Regions from separate parts of the Ovis aries genome. Here region 2 is linked to region 1. The links are chromatin contacts, called in public Hi-C maps. All regions are on one chromosome and are shown on one strand. Each heading gives the region's core, a stretch centred on a gene start, on an enhancer-like site or on the middle of the called end of the contact. The rest is flanking DNA. Distances are from core to core; before and after follow the strand shown.

Region 1 (3,629 bases), core at 466-2,965:
CCAAAGTAAAACTGAACAGGGTTTGACTGCAAGAAGTATCTGGTTGGTAACAGATGTACGTACCCACCATGACTGTATCATAAAATAACCAAGTTCTGCCAGGTTCCAGGAAGGCTTCCCCATTCTCCACCAAGACAGAGAAAAGACCTATTAAAATGTGTGTGGTTCTTAGAAAAGGGTACCAATGGCCATTTGGAAGTCACTTGAATCTGTGAAAATGTAGCAATAAGGTTTCGCTAAAGGCAAATCAGCCACGAATCCTAATTAAAACTGGCAACACATCCCCAGGGCTGTCATCTTTCCCTGACCCTGAAGGACCCAGCCCTTCCTCCCACGTTCTTTGTGTACCATTCAAATCCGCTTCTGATTGTACGTTGCCACATGGATTCTTTTTCTAAGGTTCCACAGTTCGACGGCCAGCCCCCATGATTCTACAGCTAGCTAGCCTTATGTCTCTGGTGAGACGGAAACCTCTTTGAGGGCCAGGGACCACTTCTACTGAACACATACTACTGCCAGACACTGCGCTTTTGCAGGATAAGATATGGCCCCCACCTCCAAGAAACTTACAGGATAAACAAAACCATGTGCAAAACTGAGCACAGCTGCAGAGGTGTAAACAGGAAGCAGAGGAGCCCAGAGTACGAGGATAACAGACTTGAGTCTTAAGCGCTGTTGCAATCAGTTAGGGAAAGGGCAGAGGAGGGGCAAGCCAGGCAAAGGCAAACCAGGCAGGCGGGCCACCGTCAGCAAAGCCAAGGAGAGAAACAGTTCAACGCTGCAGAGTGGTGGGAGTTGAGGCTGGAGCGGCAGGCCTAGCAAGGTGGCCAAGGTAACAAGCCCGTGTCATTCACGCTGACCCGGGACCGGGGCAGCTGACGCAATTCGCAGGTAAACTAATTTGGGCGGCTTGGGCACAGTTTAAAGGCTGTGTCGGTGACGGCCTGCGAGGCCACGCGACCCCCTCCCAGGGGCACCTGTGCGCCTTCGCACTCGCCAAAGCACACGCGGGTCTGCCTCCACCCCCCAGATATTCTACGCAATCGCGCGCCCTGGCCCGGCCCCGACCCCCGGCCCCCGAGCGTGTCCGCTCCGGTTTAAAACGCCTGTTGACGCACTGTGGCGGGTGCCTGCGCGCCAGCGGGCGGCCCGGAGATCTTCTCTGCAGTCGCCATCCGGCTTTCCCGAAGAAGGCTGCCCTTGGGCCCCCGACCCCAAGCTGCGAGAGTCGGGGAGAAGGCGTCCAGCCCCGCTGTGCGGTGTGGGGCGGGGGTGGGGGGTCAGCGCGGGGGGCCGGTGCCATGGGGGCTCGTGCCAGGCGCGGTGCCGACCACCGTCCTCCCGCGCGGGCGCAGCCTGGGAACCCACGGCACGGGCCCCCGCGTCTCAGGCCCGCGGCCCGGCCGGGAACCGGGTGGCCCGGCTTCCCCTTGGCAGGCGCGGGCTGGACCGGAGCCCGACGGGGACTCGGCGCGCGGCGCATCATTACCTGGCCAGTGTAGTTTTCCCCGAGCCCGGGAGGCCTCGCAGGAGGTAGAGGTGTTTCCGAAAGCTGTGGCGGCGCGGAGGTGTCCCACGCGGGGGCGGCGGGGCTGGCGGCCGAGGAGGCGGCGGCTGCTGCTGCCTGAGGCTCAGCCTCCCAAAGGATTCAAGAAAACTCTCCTCCATGGGGTGGGGGCTGGCGGCGAGAGCCCAGCGTTCCCTTTCCTGAAGTCACGGTCTTGGCCAAAGCTGTTGTTTTTGTGGCTCTCCGGCCATGTGATAGATGGAGGGGCGGGCGCTCGCAGGCCAGCCCCTCCTTCCCACCCGCCCGAACCGCGCTGCGTGGGAGGGGTCGTCCCTACCTGGAAAGCCAGGGACGCTGGGAGACTGACATCCAGGAAGACCTCGGCGACCGACCTCCACTCCCCTCCACCGCCCACCCTCACCTCCAGCCCAGCCCGTGGCTCCCTGCGCCTGTCGCCCTGGGCCCACCGAACGGGACACTGGTCACTTCCCCGGGCTGCCCGCGTGGAAGGCAGGCCTTCTGCAAAAGCCCTACCCCATCCCACCGCCCACTAGGCCTTGAAAGTGAAATAATTTTAGTTGACGAAGAGAACGAACGTGAACAGCATTTTGAACATAACAGTAAAAACCATAGTTTTCCCCAGTTTGTGAGCACTAATATCTGGCTGGTGTCCCAGTGGCTAATGCCACTCTCCCAGGACCTGTATAATTACCACCCCACCCCCCTTTTTTTTAATTCTTCTTTATCAGCCTGCCAAAAATATTTTTAGAAAGCTTTGTTGCTTCTACATAACTTTAGAAATCTCTTCTTCAAAACAAGGCACCCCTTAAAACTCAGATAGATTTATGAACAGTAGTATAAACTAGGCCCTCTGAGAAAGAAGGGTTACTGCCCAGGTACACACTTTGTTGCCTGAAAAGATGTGGTCTCCCCAGAAACTATTTCAGCTCCCCAGGGAAAGGAGCAGTCTACTGACACTAGAGAGAAGCATCCAGAATTCAGTTCTAAGTTCTGGGACTGGTGAGTGCCAGTTGGTTGATCACCACAGTACTTTCCAATATTTCACACTCAAGAGTGTGATAGAAAGATCCTACTTTCTGAACTAAAATCCAAGAAGCGTGGACTGAAAGAGACAATATTGAAAATTAACATCATCCTGGAAAAAGCCAAGATATATGGTGGCTTGGGCTGTAATAACCATTGTAAAGCAAATACATTTTGTTTTTGGCAGCTAAGGTATGAAAATTTTGAAAAGGAACTGTGAAGAAAAGCAATTTACTTCTAAAACAAAACCCAGGAATTGCACAATGAGCTCTGGAAGGCACTCTCCAAGTAGGGAGGGGCTCTATGCTCAGAATTTCACCTTCCTCTTGGGGTTCTACTAGGGAGGGGCAGGGGAGGACAGGGAGGTGAGCTACTCTCTCTTGACATTTCCCTTCCCAGCACCAGAGCAAGGATTTTTGGCACTGCTGAGAAACACTGAAATTTCAAAAGCTTCTCTAAATATTAGGGGAAAACCATAAGGAACAGAGACTATAAATGAATCATAAAAATAGTGATGCTTATCATGTATGTATCCTATCATACTTCTATGTATCCTAGTATACTTCTTACAAGAACTTTTTGCCCAGCCTCAAATACTACCTTTTCTTTTTTTTTTTTTTTTTAAATACTACCTTTTCCATTCTAGATTTCTGTTCTCTAATACAGGAGTCACAAGCCACATGTGAAATATGACTGGTCCAGGTGAGATTGGGGCATCCCTGGTAGCTCAGCTGGTAAAGAATCCACCTGCAGTGCAGGAGATCTGGGTTCCATCCCTGGGTTGGGAAGAGACCCTGGCGAAGGGAACAGCTACCCACTCCAGTATTCTGGCCTGGAGAAGTCCGTGGACTGTATAGTCCATGGAGTCGCAAATTGGACACAACTGAATGACTTTCACTTTCACTTTTCACTTTCAAGTGAGATTAAAATACCTGCTGAATTTCAAAGGTTCCATATGAAAAAAATGAAGTAAAATATCTCAATAATTTTTATATTCATGTGTTGAAATGATAGTATGGTGAGTACATTAGGTTAATATATTATTAAAATTAATTTCATCTGTTTCTTTTTGCTTTTT
Region 2 (3,629 bases), core at 685-3,184, 170 kb before region 1:
CATGTGAAGAGTTGACTCATTGGAAAAGACTCTGATGCTGGGAGGGATTGGGGGCAGGAGGAGAAGGGGACGACAGAGGATGAGATGGCTGGATGACATCACTGACTCGATGGACGTGAATCTGAGTGAACTCCAGAAGTTGGTGATGGACAGGGAGGCCTGGCGTGCTGCAATTCATGGGGTCGCAAAGAGTCGGACACGACTGAGCGACTGCACTGAACTGACACTACTGATACTATGTATAAAATACTAATAGATGACTAATGAGAACCTCCTGTATAGCACAGGAACTCCACTCAGTGCTCTGTGGTCACCTAGTGGGAAGGAAATCTAAAGAAGAGGGGATATATACACACATATAACTGATTCACTTTGCTACACAGTAGAAAGTAACACAACATTACAAAGCAGCTATATTAAAAAAAAAAATTCTAGTCTCTCCTCTCTCCCTGACTAGGTGGCTGGTCGTCAGTGCTGTTTATCTCGTGCACCCATTTGTAGTCCCTGTACAGACTGTGTGTTGTGCCATTTTATAAAAACCTAGTGCAAATCCTATGACTGTTCCTAAAACACTGGAGAAAAAAGAAAGTATATTTAAAATCCATTTACTTTTTCCTGTTGAGAGACAATTGTTACATTTAAATTCTTATAAATGAATTTTTACTTTCAAGGAAGACCAAGAGGTTATAATGGTTAAATTAAAAGAACATTGTTCATTTTGTTTAATATCAGTCTATGTTCAGGAGAGGCTGCATAGCAAAACATTTAGATTTATTTCAAAACATTTTGATTTATTTATTTCTAATATAACATTTAGAAGTTATATTAAAATGGCCCAAGAAAAATGAACCTATACATATAATTTTAAAAGGCTGACATACTAAAATTTTAGTAGAAAAATAAGTTTTGTTTAAATCAACAGGACAGGAATTTGAGTGTGAATTCTGAACACAGCTGCTCAGCTTCTCTTCTGGAATTCAAATGAACAAGTTCTGTACTTCTTGACTTAGGTTTCTTTTTCTTTACCATTCCAGGTTTCTCTCTCAAAGGGTTAAATCTTTTGCTCTCACAGTTCATTCTATAGTAACATTATTTCGTTGGCATCAGTAGTCCTTAAAATCTTACATGATAATATGTATGTGATGTGTATGTGTATGTCAATCTATACAGTTTCTAACCTCGGTCAGTGTAGAAACAATGGAAAATTTCTTGGGTGCTGTAGATTGTCTGTGAATACAGACACGCTCAGTTGAAACACACACACACACACACACACACACACACACACGTACACACGTAGGATCCAGTCTTAAGAAGCAATTATTTGACTCAAACATTTTCCTAGTACATGAACTTGCGTCTTTGCAACGTTTAATCTGAAGGCACCTGTCCAACATAAATAATAAGAGAACATTCTAAAAATACCCACTTAAGGAATTAGGTGTGTACTGGAAATACAGTGCTACGAGGAGCCAGTTACGGGTTCTGTAGCTCAAACCACCGAAGGGAGAGTAGTTTCTCAGGAGAGCCCTCTCGGTTCACAGGTGATCTTCTCGTCGTGCGGGGACCTGGACCTGCTGGAGCATCAGACGAGCCTGGTGTCATCCGAGGACGGGGCCCGGGAGCAGGAGAACATGGATGACACCAACAGCGAGCAGCAGTTCCGGGTCTTCAGAGACTTCGACTTCCTGGATGTGGAGCTAGAGGACGGAGAGGTAGGCACAGGCTCAGTGAAAACCATCTGCTCAGCCTTTCTCTTTCTACCTGCTAAATAGTGAGTTCTTTAATTAGAAAGCTTGTAAACTTTATTTTGGATCAGTTTATTTAAAGTACAGCAGCTTAACTTGGGCAAAAGTCACCCCACCCTTCCTGTCTGAGCCCAGGGCCAAAGCGGTTCCAAGTTCTTTCTAAATGGCAGAGATCTGACTTTGAATGGCCACACGGAGACTGCGTGTGTGTCTAGTCCAAAGGTGAACTTAAAACCAGAAACATTGATGGTCTCAGCCTGTGCTCTGGTGCCTGGGAAACACAGGCAAAGCATTTAATTATTTTAAGCGTGAAGTTGCTCTTATGTGATGATTTCAAAGCTTGCCTGCTACAGCCTGTGATCGGAGCCCGAGGGCCTGGCATATTCGTGCTGTTTGAAATCCTCAGAACTTGAAACTAGATTTAACATATAAGAGCTCCTGGTTCTGCTTTTGGCTGGTTTTTGACACCTGGAGCATCTGAATTCAAGTCTGAACAGGCAGATGCAGATCTATGTATCTGAGTGATAATTGTGGTAATAAGGTGCTTCAGTTATGAGTCATGTTTTTGAAAACTGGGAGTGGAAGGAGCAGCATTGTTTCAGTAGCTTGGGGGCATATTCCAGCTGAAAGGCAGGCTTTTTCCTCCTGGGATGGACACTAAGTTCCCTTCAATGAGGTTGCCATCTGTAAGAATGCCTGCTCCCGAGCCTGGTGTGTGGTGGGCTCCACATTATACTTCCCAGACAGAGGGCTTTTGCCAGTCACACAGTTCAAATGGAAGCCCAGATTCCAAGCTCATCATATCCTATGGTAGTAGTAGTGTTAGTCACTCAGTTGTGTCAAGTCTGACACGACTTTGTAACACCTTGGACTGTAGCCCGCCAGGCTCCTCTGTCCATAGGATTCTCCAGGCAAGAATACTGAAGTGGGTTGCCATTCCCTTCTCCAGGCGATTTCCCAACCCAGGGATCGAACCTGGGTCTCTCGCATTGCAGGCAGATTCTTTACCATCTGAGCCACCAGGGAAGCCCTATGGCAGGTGGGCACCTCCTAATTATAAACTCGTGGGAAATGATACTTCAGGTAACTGCTTACCTTCCCTAAAAGAACACTTGCTGACCAATCCACTTAGGTCAAGGCGAGGTCACAGAGCTGTCCATTTTTGTCCTTACTGGCCACTGACGACCCTGGCTGGCTGTGCCAGCAAGGAAGAGTCATGTCCTCAGAATGAAGAATGTATCCTTCACCAATTCCTCCCCTGGAAACAGGTTTATCAGATCTAGCCCTTACTGACTGCAAGGCACCTTTAAAACATGTCAGCTCTTCACCTTGAATTTTCTTGAACCAGTAAAAAGTTCTGCAGTTTTCTGTGTTAACCATAACTAGCAATAAAGAAATCAACAAGTAAATGTGGTGAGAACTGTTTTAAAAGTGTAATGCAAAATACAGCTGTTTTGAATATTTTCAAAATGAGCTAGACGTATATGGAATGTCAAAAGATAATTTGGGCAACTGACCTCATCTTTGCTCTCAGGCTAGAATTCAAGCTTAGGTAGTACCCTTTTCACTCTGTAAGTTAAACTGAGGAGGGAAAATTGATGAAACAAGAGATGCATCTTTTTTTCAAGATCTTTTTCATACAAAGACAAATGGGCTGTGTGAAGGGATCTGGCAGGAATGCTATCAAGTAGAAGAATCAGACACAATTCCAGAACTAATTTTTATCAAAATAAGGAAAACCTTAGATGCTTATCATTTGAAAACAAATTTTGTGCTAATATTTGTCAGGGACAGCAAGTGATGGATACTATGCCTTCCTTCCAGTGTTTTCTCTATTGTCCTAGCCAACAAGAACTAGAAAAAAAAAATAGTGGTTGTTAC

The links. Hi-C and Micro-C count contacts between places; a contact is called where the count stands out from the background.
Region 2: a contact with region 1 is called in a Hi-C map of liver, with 2.1 times the contacts expected there. The contact joins the enhancer-like site here to the promoter of N4BP2L1 in region 1. A contact is called at or near these places in 2 of 16 Hi-C or Micro-C datasets (liver and skin fibroblasts).

What each region holds. Positions count from the first base shown.
Region 1 is chr10:28,889,533-28,893,161 of ARS-UI_Ramb_v3.0, reverse strand. It overlaps N4BP2L1 (NEDD4 binding protein 2 like 1), which reads right to left and starts at 1,715. Exons shown (of 4, transcript XM_027973025.3): 1 at 1,490-1,715. The coding sequence starts at 1,668. It overlaps LOC105616164 (a long non-coding RNA gene), which reads left to right and starts at 743. Exons shown (of 2, transcript XR_009595260.1): 1 at 743-891.
Region 2 is chr10:29,057,961-29,061,589 of ARS-UI_Ramb_v3.0, reverse strand. ZAR1L (zygote arrest 1 like) reads right to left here. Exons shown (of 8, transcript XR_009595259.1): 8 at 771-1,700. FRY (FRY microtubule binding protein) reads left to right here. Exons shown (of 64, transcript XM_042254804.2): 53 at 1,545-1,715. Among named protein-coding and RNA genes, the nearest start is that of ZAR1L, 90 kb to the right of the region's middle. Within about 2 kb of position 1,934, at least 14 of the 54 cell types and tissues checked have an H3K27ac peak or open chromatin away from gene starts, as enhancers often do. A contact at or near this core is called in liver, where this site is marked.